Linked DNA regions of Arachis hypogaea: regions 1 and 2 are each linked to region 3. A link is a contact called in public Hi-C data. All regions are on one chromosome and are shown on one strand. The core of a region is the stretch at or near the end of the contact, and the rest is flanking DNA. Distances in the headings are between cores, read along the strand shown.

Region 1 (4,718 bases), core at 1,663-4,162, 71 kb after region 3:
TCCTAGTGATGATTCTCCAGATTCTATCTCGAGTGACCCTCCACAGCCTCCTGTTCTTCCACCTTCTCCATCTCCCAATGATTCCAGACCGGACGATGATCCTGCTCCTACCGTCATGCTTCCTCCCCCCGCTCGTTCTTCTAGGGTAAGGAATCCACCTCCTCATCTTCTTGATTATCATTGCTTTTCTACTATCCTTCATCAACATGAACCTAAGTCATTCAGAGAAGCCTCCTCAAACCCAAATTGGCAACAAGCAATGCGGGAAGAAATACAGGCACTTGAAAAAGCACACACTTGGGATTTGGTTAATCCTCCTTTTGATCAGGAAGTTGTGGGAAGTAGATGGGTATACAAGATCAAGACTTGCTCTGATGGCTCTATTGACCGTTATAAGGCCCGCTTGGTTGTTCAAGGTTGTACGCAAGAGTATGATATTGATTATGAAGAGACTTTTGCTCCTGTCGCTCGTCTTACGTCTGTTAGAGCTCTTATTGCCATTGTGTGGTTAAAAAATGGTCTCTCAGTCAGATGGATGTGAAGAATGCATTTCTTAACGGGGATTTGAAAAAGAAAGTCTATATGAAACCACCTCCGGGATATCCTTGTCCTTCTAATAAGGTTTGTCTCCTTCGCAAGGCACTTTATGGACTTAAGCAAGCTCCTCGTGAATGGTTTGACAAGTTCTGCACTACCATATGCAGTCTTGGTTTTACTTTTAGCCCTCGTGAGAATGCCCTCTTCATTTGTAAAAGCGAACGTGAAGTTCTTCTTCTACTTTTTTATGTTGATGACATGATCATTAATGGGGGATGATATTGATGGTATCTCTTATCTCAAGGACTCACTTCACCGTACCTTTGAGATGAAAGATCTTGGTTCTCTCAGCTATTTTCTTGGTCTCGAGGTCATCTCCACCGATGATCTCAGGCTAAGTATGCTTCAGATCTTTTTGCTCGCGCTGGGATTACAGATAGTCGCACTGAGTCTACTCCTCTTGAGCCTAATGTTCGATTTACCCCTATGGATGGCACTGTTTTGGATAATCCAACTCTCTATCGACAGTTAGTTGGTAGTCTCGTCTACTTAGCTGTCGCCCGACCAGACATCGCCTATCTGGTTCATGTACTTAGCCAGTTCTTGTCAGCTCCTCGTACTACTCACTATGCGGCAGTTCTTCGCATTCTTCGCTACATCAAAGGCACTCTATTTCATGGCCTTTATTTTTCTGCCCATTCCTCTTTGTCTCTTCAGGCTTACTCCGATGCTGATTGGGCTGGTGATCCCACTGATCATCGTTCTACTACTGGTTACTGTTTGTTTCTTGGCGACGCTCTCATTTCTTGGCGTGCTAAGAAGTGAACGTTCACTGCTCGCTCAAGCACAGAAGCTGAGTACCGTGCCCTCGCTGACACCACTGTTGACCATGCTCCTCAGTCGTCCCCTACTGATGTTTTTTGTGATAACCGCAGTGCTATTCAGATCGCCCATAATGATGTGTTTCATGAACGCACCAAACACATTGAGATTGATTGTCACTTTGTTCGGCAACGTATCCTTATTGATGCTGTTCGTCTCATTGTTGTTGGAACACTAGATCAGACTGCTGATATCTTCACGAAAGCTCATCATCCGACTTGTTTCCGGACTTTGTTATCCAAACTCAAGTTGGTATCCTTAGCTCCCACTTGAGTTTGAGGGGGGATGTTAGAGAATCATTAGCATCAATTTAGACCAATTAGTATCGTCTATATTTATATAGTATATCTGTATATTAATTATAGGATTCTATGCCTTTATTACTCTAATTCATTTAGCACCTATAAATACCCCTTGTATATTGTACCTTTGATCACATTGAATAATACACTTTTCAAATTACTCTCTCAGTCTCTTGTTTCTAACATAAGCTATATTTATATAAGAAAAAATTGAGTTGGTCTAAGATATATGTGTTTACATTATATTTTGGTGCATGGTTCTTGTTTGCCATTTTTTCTGTAACGAATAAAAAATAAGGTTAATAGATAACAACAGCACCAAGTGCACCTCAATTCACCAGAAATACATCAAAGTAAGAGCTATATATACCTCTATTATTTTTTGTTTACATGAAATAATATGAGTTCAAAATAATATTCAACTCAATCAAACATGCATAAAATGACACCAGAAACACAAGAACAGTATTATGTTTCTAGTTACAGCAAAGATAGGACAATAGCACCAATTACACGTGAATTCACCGGAAATACACTGAAATACGAGCCATATAGACCTCTATTACTTTTTGGTTACATGAAATAATATGAGTTCAAAATGATATTCAACTCAATCAAACATGCATAAAATGACACTAGAAGCACAAAAACACATTCAAATCTCTTAAACACATGAAAATATACGTTAAATTATACGCGAAATAGTACGTAAAACAGTTATCACCGATTGAATAGTATGATAATAACAGTAATATGTAGTTCAAAGTAAGAACACATAATGAATCTACTAAATAAATAGAAATATGACTATCTAGTGTTTTGCGATCGAAATGAGAAAGAGAAAAGTGAAAAAAACTGGACGATTAGTGAACAATATTTTGAATAATCTTTCGTCTTTTGTTTTTGTGTTTTTTGATGGAGATTTTGAACTTCTCTTAGAAATTTTCTTGAGTTTTCGCGACGATTTTGACAGTTTTGTTAAAGATTTCGAGCGTTGTTTGAATTTTTAGGGTTAGAATTTTGGTTGAAGAAAAAGTATTTTTTATAATAGTATGCTATTAAACGGTTGGATTGAGTAAACGTATATTTACAGTTTACACACATGTTAATGTGAAGATTGTTTTTATTGGATTTAGACTAACTTGTATGAACTTATAAACCAAAACACATAAAAGTTTTTAAACAAGTTGTAAAGATATGTTATTAGTTAGGTCGTAACTCGTAAGTGCAAGTTAGAATTCAGAAACACTTTTAAACTAAAGAGTGAATTAACCATTCTACCAAACTGGTTAGATTCGCAGCGAGTCAGCAACGATACTGATTATTATAACCGTAAAACATAGACGACAATAAGGTGCCGTCCTGAAACGCCGTTTCAGATTTACTTTAATCTGAACAAGAAGACGGCACTTGCTGACGTCAGCAAAATGTGGTTCCACTTCACTACCAACTTCCAAGTTCCAACTCTCTCTTCTTCTCCCCCGTTCTTGATGTTTATATTATACACAATAACACCATCATTCACTCACATACCACCACCACCACCTTCCTTTCCAATTCCATGATCATGGCCTCTTCTTCTTCATCAATTGCTTCCAACTTCACCCTTCCGAGGAACAACGACGCCCTATTGAAGCAGTGTGGCAGTAGCAGGGCCGTGTTTGGAAGCGTTCGAGTGTTGAGCAACTCAATAAAACAGTTGCTCAAGTTAAATCACAAACCGCCAAGAAGAAGCTGCGTGACTTGTGCTTCTTCCATTCAGCAGCAGCAGGTGGAACCGTCGCTAATTGTTGATGTTGACAAACAGAAGGATGATGGTAGAGTGTTGAAGGTCGGTCTTATTTGCGGCGGTCCTTCTGCTGAGCGTGGGATTTCCCTCAATTCAGCTAGATCAGTTCTCGATCACATACAGGTAGTATCACTTATCTTGCACAAATACCCATATCACTATTGAATATTCACAATTGCTTCGGTACTTTCTGTGAACTGGAGCCAAATTATCACTTATGGAGCACGCATTAAATGTCTTCCAATTGCACAAGTATTTCTCAAGCTTTAAACTCCTACCAGAATAGAAATAATACGACAAGTTAGTTGTCTAAAGTTTAATTCAAATAAAAATATGTAAGGAGTATTTGAATATAATATACATGTATATAAGGTAATTTTATCACAACTTTAACAAGAATTTGTGTATAAAAATTTATGTTACATATAGTAAACAGGTTGCACTCCTATTTTGGAGAAAGTAAAGCATCAAATTTGTGGTGTTTGAAGTTTGTAACTTACTTTGAAGTTATGAACCCTCTCCTGAGGATAGGTACTAGGAAAGTGGAGACGGGTACAGTTTTGATATGTAATTTGCTACTTTTTGTTATTAAATGTTTAAGTATTTCTTATAAGAGGAAGGTATATGGGACAGGGAATTTGGTACATGATATGTAGGTAAATGAGAGAAACAAGGTAAGTATGATATGACTTCTAAGGTCCTTGAAACTGCCAAATTCTATGCTGAGGCCTAGGTTGACTGGGTTGTGCCGAATTCAGGAACCTTGGGAGAGGTTTCAAAGCTTTCCGGAGAAATTTGAAGTCGGTTACCAACTTTGGTGTTCAAATTGGTCCTTAAATTGACAGTTATTTAACATCCATATTGTGTTATGTGACAGGGAGATGATTTACTTGTGAGTTGCTATTATATTGATTGCAATCTCAATGCATTTTCAATATCTACTGCTCAGGTTAGTATAGTATGTGCCAAAATTGTGTAGCATGACCTTCTATTTAACTATAGTTTTTGACCAAGCTGATTGGTATATCTGGTTGACAGGAATTCTGATCTGAATGTTTCTAAATTTATCTTTTGAATGAAACAAGGATGGATAATCTACAGTTCTAACACTACACATGGCAAAATATTAGCTGAATAGTTTTTCCTTACGGCTTCCTTTTCTTCTTAAACATCACTAAAACATGTTTTTCTAAATTAGCAATGTTTAT
Region 2 (4,686 bases), core at 545-3,044, 120 kb before region 3:
TTGAAGGAGATGTTGACGTAAGTAAACTATTAAATTACATATAACACACTATGTTTTTATATTATTGACTCATTGAGTTATTATATGATTTTAACTTTAAATTGTTTTCTTGTCGCTGTAGGATTCAAGTAAGTCGGAATCTATCATCACTACCATTACAGGATGAAAGGAAGATTGAGATGGTGTAATTATGTTTTTATGATGTCATGAATTTTATTTGATTGTTTATGAATATGGTTGGTTGTTTATATAATATTTGGTTGTTTATAGATATGTTTGGATGTTTATGTTTGTTGTTATTGCTATTTAAGTCTTTAAAGACTATGTATATTATTTTTGTAATGACAATTGAGGATTATTTTTGATTTTTTCTAATTTTTTTTAATTTTTATTAATTTTTACAAAAATCCGCAAATATCAGTAGAGACCCAAGGTTCCCGCCGAATACAAGTCCCCGTTACCCGTCATGAGGACGGGACAGGGACGGGGACAGATATTGGGGGCGGGGGGCATGTCCCGCCCCCATGGGACCTGTTGCCATCCCTAAATCGACCCCACTTAGTGGGACAGCTTTATTATTGTTATTGTTGACCTTATGTTGCATAAATAATGGCATCGTCTTAGTTACAATATATTTAATCACTGCATCAAAATCATTTATGTGAATTAGATTCCTTTAATTGGATTTTAAAAAGTTAGATTTTTAAAATAATATTTAAAAAATTTAAAATTACAATTAACTATCTTCTATTCTTCTTCTTCTTTTTCTTTTTCTTCTTTTTTTTTGTTCGGAGAACTAACAATCCGTTTATTTTTTATATATTGGTATAATTTTGGAGTAATACTCAATTATTAGATTTTATGGTGTTTTTTAAAATTGTGGGAGCAGAATAGTACGTCCCTTTGTATTGACAATACTCTCTCTTGTATTGTATATTAACGTATTGTCCTAGGGATGTCAATGGGGCAGGACGGGGGCGGGGGATGCCTCCCTGCTCCCCATCCCCGCCCTCAGATTTGCTCCCCATCCCCGCCCCATTCCCCGCCGTGGGGAAATATTGCTCCCCATCCCCATTCCCCGCGGGGACCCCATTCCCCATCTACATAATAGTTCTAACTAATTATTAATTTCCATATGAATAGAGCTGCAAGTATCTATCTTATACAAAAACTGTAAGATTTTATATAAAAAATCTAAATGACACGATGATGACTTCTTTCGAAATAACGCAATGGGGAACGCAACGACGAGCCAAAGGACAAAACAGTGGACGAGGTGGGAGACGCGACAACAGAGAGGAGAATGGACACGACGGCAGAGTTACAAAAAAGAACGCCGCAAATAGAAATTACAACACGGTAAGGGTAATGGCACAGTGAGGTGTGACGATGCGGTGAGAAGGGTGACGAGGGGACGGCTGCAGAGAGGTTTGATAGAGTATAGACAACCTTAGGGATCTCTGAATTGAAGAAGGGTTATGCAAATAAAGATTAGGAGTTTTAGGTTTCTATATATATGTCTGTGTGAGAAATGACTAAAAAATATATATGAGAAATAAACTATTAAAGATAATTCAGGGAATTCATAAATTTCGGGGAATAGCGGAGACGGGGCGGGGATCCTCGCTCGGTTCCCCGCGCTTGCTTCGGGAAAATTTTGTCCCCCATTCCCATCCCCGCGGAAAAAATTCTCCACAATCGGATCCCCATTCGGGGCAGTCCCCGCAAGGATCCCCGCGTCTCGGAAAATTTTGCCATCCCTATATTGTCCTGCTCCCACAATTTTTAAAAATACCATAAAATTTAATAATTGAGTATTATACCAAAATTTTTTCAATATACAACAAAATTAGCCCTAACAATCTTCTTCTACACAGACCCAGAACGGCAGAAATTCCAATCCCCGAAAATAGTGGTATCAAACTGTCAATTGAGTCCAAGATTCTATGATTGGTTCTAAATCCTTCAACTTAATTTTAGCCCACAGTCCTAAAACTACAAAAACACATTTTACAAGGCATGATTCTAATAAGCCCCCCAAAAAACAGAGATAGGGCTGGTCCCAAAAGCCCTAAAAAAATTTGGAAGTTGCTGCGCTGTGCATCGTCTTCGACTCTTCGTCTGATTCGTTGAAGACTAGAAGTCGCTGTGCATCCTTTCACTCTCGTCGGAGTTGCTGTGCCTGTGCATTGGAGTTGTTGTGCATTCTCGATTTGTCGCCAACTCGCCATTTCTGCCGGAGAAGACATAATCAGTGGACGACGCGGTGGTGGTGCTGATTCTGATTCTGGAGACACAGATTACCAGTCTCTGAGGTCAGTCACTTCCACTCACCTTCAATTTTCTCCATTGCTCACTTCACGATTCGAGTCTGCTTCGTTACTTGCTTTGCCTCTCTTCTGTTTCTTGCATTCACGAATTTTTACTTTTTTAATAGTAATGGTGTTTGCTTTGTTTCTATGTATTTTTTCTGTTTTATAGATACACTTTACAATCCCTCTCGTGGTTTGGTTTATAATTCATGTTTAGTTTTATTGCTTAATCCCCAATTCCCCATGATGGTTTGTGTTGAATGTAGATGACTCCTTTTGTGTTGAATGTTGAATGGAAGGATCGAGATTGAAACTTTACTCCAAAGTTTGGTTCTTTTCAGTGATAAAAATTGTGGGTCTTATTCATCTCTTGAAGATTCCTCTTATCAGATAATAATTCTTTTCATGCTTGTTGTAGTTTGAACTGGTAATCTAGTATAATGTAATGTATCCTTTCTAGTTCTAGTTATTAACAAATCAAGAACCTTGTAGAATTTTAATACATATTATTGGAAGTTTTTATGCTTTATTTTTATTGCTTAATCCCCAGTTCCCGATTATGGTTTGTGTTGAATGTAGATGACCTCTTTTGCGTTTGTTTGTTTGTTTATTTTTGTTTCTTTATTATGAAAGTAGCAGCAGTTCAAAATATTTATAAATGGTGTTTTGATGAGATTATCTAAATATGATTAGGAAATTTATAAACATGAATGATGAGATTGTTTCTAAGACTCTTGTTCAACTTTCAAGTGTTGATTCTGGCAAAAATTCTAATGTTTGGAGGTTTTTTAAGAAGATTGGAAAAGATAGAGATGGTATTGAAAGGGATGCATGATGCATGCAACTTTTGTAATCATGAATACGAAATTGGGAGGAACCCGAAAACCAAGAATAGTTACGGGACTTCTCATTTGAATCGTCATATAGTTTCTTGTAATCCATATCTCTCGGTATTAGATTTGATGATGACATTGGTGAAATTCATGAAGAAGTGTCAATGGAATTGATGCATCCCCCTCTACATTCATGATTTTAGATGATGAATTTTTGTGAACTTTATTTTGATTTTCTACTAGAGACATTATTGATGGTGGATACTAAGGAGAAGGGTGATGAGATAGTGAATGTCATGTTTAATTTATTGGAGTGAATGTCATGTTTAATTTCTTATTAGGTGGCCCACGGAACGTTTGTTTTCTTTCGATTCCGGTTCTGGGGCTCTCAGCTAATTCCTTGTATATGGGTTAGTTCATTACTTCATTTCTCATTTTGATTCTGTTTTTTCCTTTTTGGTTTTCGATTTCTCCACTGTCTGCGCAAACAGAAAGAAGAAGAAGAGAAACGATGTCTTCAGAGGCGGGGAGGTAGGAGCCGCTGACGCAGGTGCGAGCAACTGAATATTGTTGATTGGGTATGTTAAGAATATGGGTTAGTTCTGGTTTTGCTTCTTTGTGAGGTGTGAAACAGTGTGTGATTAACCATTATTCAATTCAGCAGAACGTGATTAATATTTGTGATCTGTGCTGCTCAAATAGAGCCTTAATTTGTTTGTGCATGATTAGACTTTGCTGATACTTGATAGTTTTATTCAATTCCATTGCCCTATGATATTAGTTGTCCCTGGTTTTTGGCATTCTCATGAATATCATATTGCTTACTACTCTCCCTGCCCTGCCTCACAAATCATCAATCAATTTAACCTCACAGCTTGGCGAAGAAATTTTCTGTTGGGAAATTAGCACAAGTCTCTTAGTTATTTAGCAATTAGCATAAATCTCTATCTAAGTTATTGAGTAATTATATTTATTATTGGATAATTTTTTTCAAGTACTCCTATTTATTCCCTTTTAACTTTTTAATAAGCTTCTAGCATTGCAAAATAATGAGTACTATGGAGTGATCGATGCATTTTCTTTACATGTCTCAGAAGAATAGCCTTATTGTGTAATTGATTGTTTCCTGTTCTTGAATCCATCTTGTTTGCTGTTCTTGTTTGCAGCTGTGAGTCAAGCGGTCAAAACTCTGGTCATATATTCAACATGTTATACATGCTAGTTCCACAATACGCATAAATGCGCACAAAGCAAGCCATGTGAGCTATATGAATATAAATATATCCTAAATGGGACAGGTAGCTGAATGGAGGAATAAGGAAGGATGGAGGGAATATGAGATACCCTTTGCCTTAGGAGAGGACACGTCATCCATGATCTGCTACAATTTTCGTTCTATTAAGTTATATAGTAGATTGCTAAAAAAGTCAACACATTAGTTAATAATGGAACAAAACATTTGAACGCCATTGAATTCGGAGCCTTCTTCCTTCTACAACTTCTGTTTCTCCAATCAAATTCAAGAAAATGGTAAGAAACCA
Region 3 (4,852 bases), core at 1,868-4,367:
ATGGTCACCCTCGTTAAAACTGTGACCATAGCCCTATCTATCTATGGTCACAGTTTTTCACCGTGGCCATAGCCTCTATGGTCACGGTTTTTTAAAACGGTGACTATAGCCTGTTGTTGTTTATGAGATTCAATTTTTTTAAATTATAATCACATCCCAAAATGATAATAATCACAAAATAAATCTAAAATTAAGAAATTCAAGAAATCTAAATCATAAAAGTTTCATTATAAGATAGATATGTTTAATCTTTAGTCTAAACAACACAAATCCAAATAGAGTTAAATTTTTCCAATTACATGTAATACCTCAAAAAGTACATAACACATCAAAATATTACATTTACATAACTAAGGTCATTGTAAGACCCATCCTATGTGATATTTGTATGGGACATATTTTCTTCATCACATCATGTCTTCCTGCACGTACGTAAAAGAAATAAACATGTTAGATATCTTGCAAAAATGGTTTTGATAATGCAATACATATGCAGCAAAAGAAGGGAAACATTCATCCACAACAAGACTCAAGAATTTTTTACAACCATCATTCACTTCAAACAGCAGCTATTGCAAGAATGTAGCAGTAGTGATAGCTTAGACTCATAAATTCATCAAAGTTATCACTACTGCACAAATAATTCAGAATTTAAACATTCCAGCAGCAGCCAACACAAGAATAAGGCAGCAATAATACTATGCAGCAGCATCATATAAACCAGTTTAGCACAAAAGTAAAACAATGAAATAGCAACATAGGATCAATAACAGTTTAAACCTAATCAACAGCACGAAGCAAACTAATTTAGCACAGGGCAGATCAATGAAGCAGCAGCAGGAAACTAAATTAGAACAGGGCAAGTCATTACCAGCACAGGAAAACCAATTTCAGATAGAATAAATATCAGAGTTCAAACCTAAATCCACTACAAAATCAATTGAAACGTTGTCGTTTTTTTTCCGACCCTCAAATACAATTGAAATGTCATTTTTCACTCCATCCATTGTTACCTCATCGCTCCCAAAATCGACCCCTCTCTCTTCAATAAGAGTATCGGATCTCGCCGCCAAACATACTCCCATCCCGTCGTCCCAAGTCCTTTCCCACCGGCTGATGATGCTATGTTGCTGGCTTCTTCCATGCTACGACTAAGCTACCTTCTCTCTCTTTCGATGACCTTGAAAATGCCGAGAACTGTGTGATCATCGATTATCTGAAATAGTTTATCAGAGAAGATAAAAAATTCAACAGTTCGCTCCACGTTCACCTTCACTTTCAGCTTCAGAAAGAAAATGACGACATTTACAAGTTCGGCGCGGTCTCTGTTCAGCCACGTCATCGATCCGTCGCCAGAAAATACCTTAGGGACGACTGTTGTTAAGTTTAGAGACAAATTTGGGACAATTTTAAGTTTAAGGATGAGTTCGAGACTCGATCACAAGTTTAGGGACCACTTTGAGATTTAACTCTAATAATATTCTTTTTAGTACGTATTTGTTGATTTAATTTACCTACCACCACCCGTGAAATTTGATAAAGTTGTTATTTTTCCAGTAATGATAACTATGACTACTATATATAGTCCATAATTTTACTGGATAAACAATTAGAGTACGAGACAACTTAAGTCAACTTTTTAAATTTTAAAAAATGCACGCCGCTGCCGCGTTCTCCCCCTGAAAAGAAACACCTCGAACCTAGAAAAGAAACATCCAGTAACCCAAAAAAATCATCTATTTACTCAGAAAGAAACATCTGAAATTCTACAAAAGAAATATCCATTTAATTGAAAAGAAATATCTGAAAAAATAGTTAAAAAAAATAAAAGACACGCATCCCTCCAAAAAGAAACATCCTAAAATCTAGGAAAGAAACATATAGTAATCCACATAAAAAAACCATAATCGTGAGCGCGGTGAATCGCGAGGGGGAGAGCACTGCGAATCGCAATGGAAGGCGTTGCGATAAGGAAGGACGTTGCGGTGGTCCTGAGCACGACGAATCACGAGGGGGAGGCCATTGCGGTGATTGGCGGCATTGCAAAGCGTGAGAGAGGGCGCTGTGGTGGTCCTAAGCACGACGAATCGCGAGAGAGGATGCTGCAGTAATGGGTGGTGCTGTAAATCACGATAGAGGATATTGTGGTGGGAGAGGAAGACAACAGTGCGAACAACGTGAGTAAGAGTGATAGAGGAAGAAGAAGGTGTGCAGTTATTTTTTCAATTTTATGGTTTAAGTTTAAGAGAAATTTTTCGTATTATTGGATTTTTTATTACGGTTCACATTGTAATTGACTGGTACCCTAGTTAGTTGATTTTAAAAATGTTTGTTTAGTTTATGATGTTAATTACGAACCAAACTATTGGATTTTGATGATGAAAGAATATTTCTGTAATTCTGTGTTCTGGTAAGTGTTAACCCAATTAACCTCATGTGATAAAGATGCGACAGTGGTTGGTGGGTGGTGACATCGAAAACTGCGTAGAGACGGTGGGTTTGTGAAGAAAGAAATTTGACTGTTTGTAAATGAATGGAAAGGGATTAGATATTTTATAAATTGTTTTTATTGTGTATTATAAATGTGATTAGGATAAATGTAAAAAGAATCTTTTTTAAATTTTAAATTTTAACTTTTAAATTTTTATTTATTTATAAAATTTAAATTATAATAAAGTTGGCTTATGTTAACTTGAAAGGGAGTTATTTTCCTGTACTTTTCCTTATTAATTACTTTTTTTTATTAAAACGGAGCTATTTATTAATTACTCTATATGTTACAGATTCGGCTAAATTTTTTTATTGTAAAAAAAAGCCCGATTCAGCTTTAATACTGGGCTTATTATTGGGCTTTCCTATATTATTCTTGTTTGTATTATTGGTAGACACCATAACTTATGCATGAAAGACCAAAAACATACTAAGCCCTATTTAGAATTAAGACGACAATCAAGCTCCAAAAGAAAAATTGAAACGACAATCCTCACAGTATATAAACAAAATAATCTGTAATCGTTAATTTGAGTCGCCAAAAAAAATATTAGGCCATTACTCTGGTGATGAAGAATATATTCTTCATCAGCTGATGAAATTACGTAGAAGGCACTATTAAGTCGCGTGTCCCTTATTTCCTGAAAGAAGAGACAGCTTCTGAGGTGCTGCAGGAGATTGTATCATGTCATGTCTCTTTTCTGTGGGATTAGATAAGTTAATGACATTTTTTTTAAGTTAAAGACATTGTTATTATTTTAGTTAATCCGTTGAGTCTTTTTGGTTGATTGGCCACTTTTTTTTGTTGTGATTGGGCATTATGGCTAATATATGTAAATCACCAAAAAAAATAGGATCTTGGTGTCACAAATTTAAGATTGAAACCCATTATGACAAAAAAAAAAAAAGATGAAACCCACATTCTTTGACCAACTGAAATCATGAAAATAATAACAATGATAATAAAATAAAAGAGCATCCTTACTATGATGGTTTTGAATTAAAAAAATTGAAATAAATAAATTAGTAAAAACAAAAAATATAAATTAAATGATAAAAACTAATTTTAAAGTTTTATAATTCTATCATTTATATATTATTAATTATTTATATTATTTTATTTTTCAACTTGTGTTGGTCTATTATTGTTATTATTCTTCAATATCTATCTATCATTTATGATGTTTTTATTAAAATAAATATTCTAAAAAAATTTAATTAGTTAAATTTTTGGTATAATAAGAATTTGATTGGTATTTAAAAATCATCATTATTATTTTATATTTTTATTAAATATAGAGGAGTGCATAATAATATTTTGTAATTAAAATTAATATTTTAATATAAATTTTTTAATATTATAAATTTATATTTTGCTTTTTCTCAAAAATTTTCATTAAATCTCTTCTTCATCTGCCCTGAAAAAAAAAATATAATTATCTGCAAACAACAAATAAAAAATTGTGGGTGCAATTTTAATGCCAAAAATTTTTCTCTCTCTCTTAGAGCTATATCCAGTAAGACGGTAAAAATCTCAACTACTATGATATCTTTTCTCAGGCCCCTTTGAGGCACAATCTTTCTTGAGAGATTTTCATTAATCTTTATCTTATAAATCACTTTCCTTACACATTCCAACATTAGGTAAGAGCTCAAACTCAAAAGCACTAAGAGTAGCTTCAATAGAATCCCACCTCATCCTATCATAAGCTTTATTCATATTGATTTTGATGGCCAAATCATGCAATCCATCTCTTCTTTTTTTTTTTTTTTATTCAGACTATTGAACATCTCTTGAACAATAATAATGTTGTGAATTAGCCTACCTCTAACAAAAGCACTCTGTATAAGAGATATTATCTTATCCAAAATATTTTTTAATCTCAAAACCATATGACCCTTGAAATGGTTTTATATATGAAATTGTAACACCTTATAAGTCTAAGCTTGTTAAGAGTTTCTGGTTGCCTAACTTTAGAAATTAGAACAATGGTAGTCTCACTTATGTTTTCATCTATACTACCATGAATGAAAAAATTCGTAACAATAAAACATGCATCTTGTCCTATTGTCTCCCAATGCTTTTATTCCTAAACACCGCTTCTTTAATTTCTTGATCAATAGTTTCCTCCTTAAGACCTTCATTCATATCCTGGATAACTCTCTTTGGAATCATCCTAATGCATTCATCCATCCTCAGATTACTTGTTGCCTTAAAAAGCTCCGCAAAATGATTCTCTGCCAACCTCATGGCTTCTTTTTCGCCGCTAATCCATTCTCCCTTATTACTTATTAATCTCTCTGTTGAATATCTTATAAAAAATAGCGCAAAAAAAATAAAAGATAAAGGAGAGAGAGCAAC

Evidence for each region. Hi-C and Micro-C count contacts between places; a contact is called where the count stands out from the background.
Region 1: a Hi-C map of leaf shows a contact between it and region 3, with 6 times the contacts expected there. The contact joins the promoter of LOC112743763 here to the enhancer-like site in region 3. A contact is called at or near these places in 2 of 8 Hi-C or Micro-C datasets (both in leaf).
Region 2: a contact with region 3 is called in a Hi-C map of leaf, with 4 times the contacts expected there. The contact joins the promoter of LOC112743769 here to the enhancer-like site in region 3. A contact is called at or near these places in 2 of 8 Hi-C or Micro-C datasets (both in leaf).

What each region holds. Positions count from the first base shown.
Region 1 is chr14:115,784,190-115,788,907 of arahy.Tifrunner.gnm2.J5K5, reverse strand. LOC112743763 reads left to right here and starts at 2,912. Exons shown (of 24, transcript XM_025793097.3): 1 at 2,912-3,633; 2 at 4,388-4,459. The coding sequence starts at 3,283.
Region 2 is chr14:115,975,805-115,980,490 of arahy.Tifrunner.gnm2.J5K5, reverse strand. It overlaps LOC112743769 (pentatricopeptide repeat-containing protein At2g38420, mitochondrial), which reads left to right and starts at 1,794. Exons shown (of 2, transcript XM_025793102.3): 1 at 1,794-2,315; 2 at 4,312-4,686. The coding sequence starts at 4,673. LOC140178684 (zinc finger BED domain-containing protein RICESLEEPER 2-like) reads left to right here. Exons shown (of 7, transcript XM_072215906.1): 4 at 1-21; 5 at 122-128; 6 at 2,136-2,315; 7 at 4,312-4,384. The coding sequence ends at 4,384.
Region 3 is chr14:115,855,231-115,860,082 of arahy.Tifrunner.gnm2.J5K5, reverse strand. No RefSeq gene overlaps it. Among protein-coding and RNA genes, the nearest start is that of LOC112740537, 6.2 kb to the left of the region's middle. Within about 2 kb of position 3,117, at least 3 of the 3 cell types and tissues checked have open chromatin away from gene starts, as enhancers often do.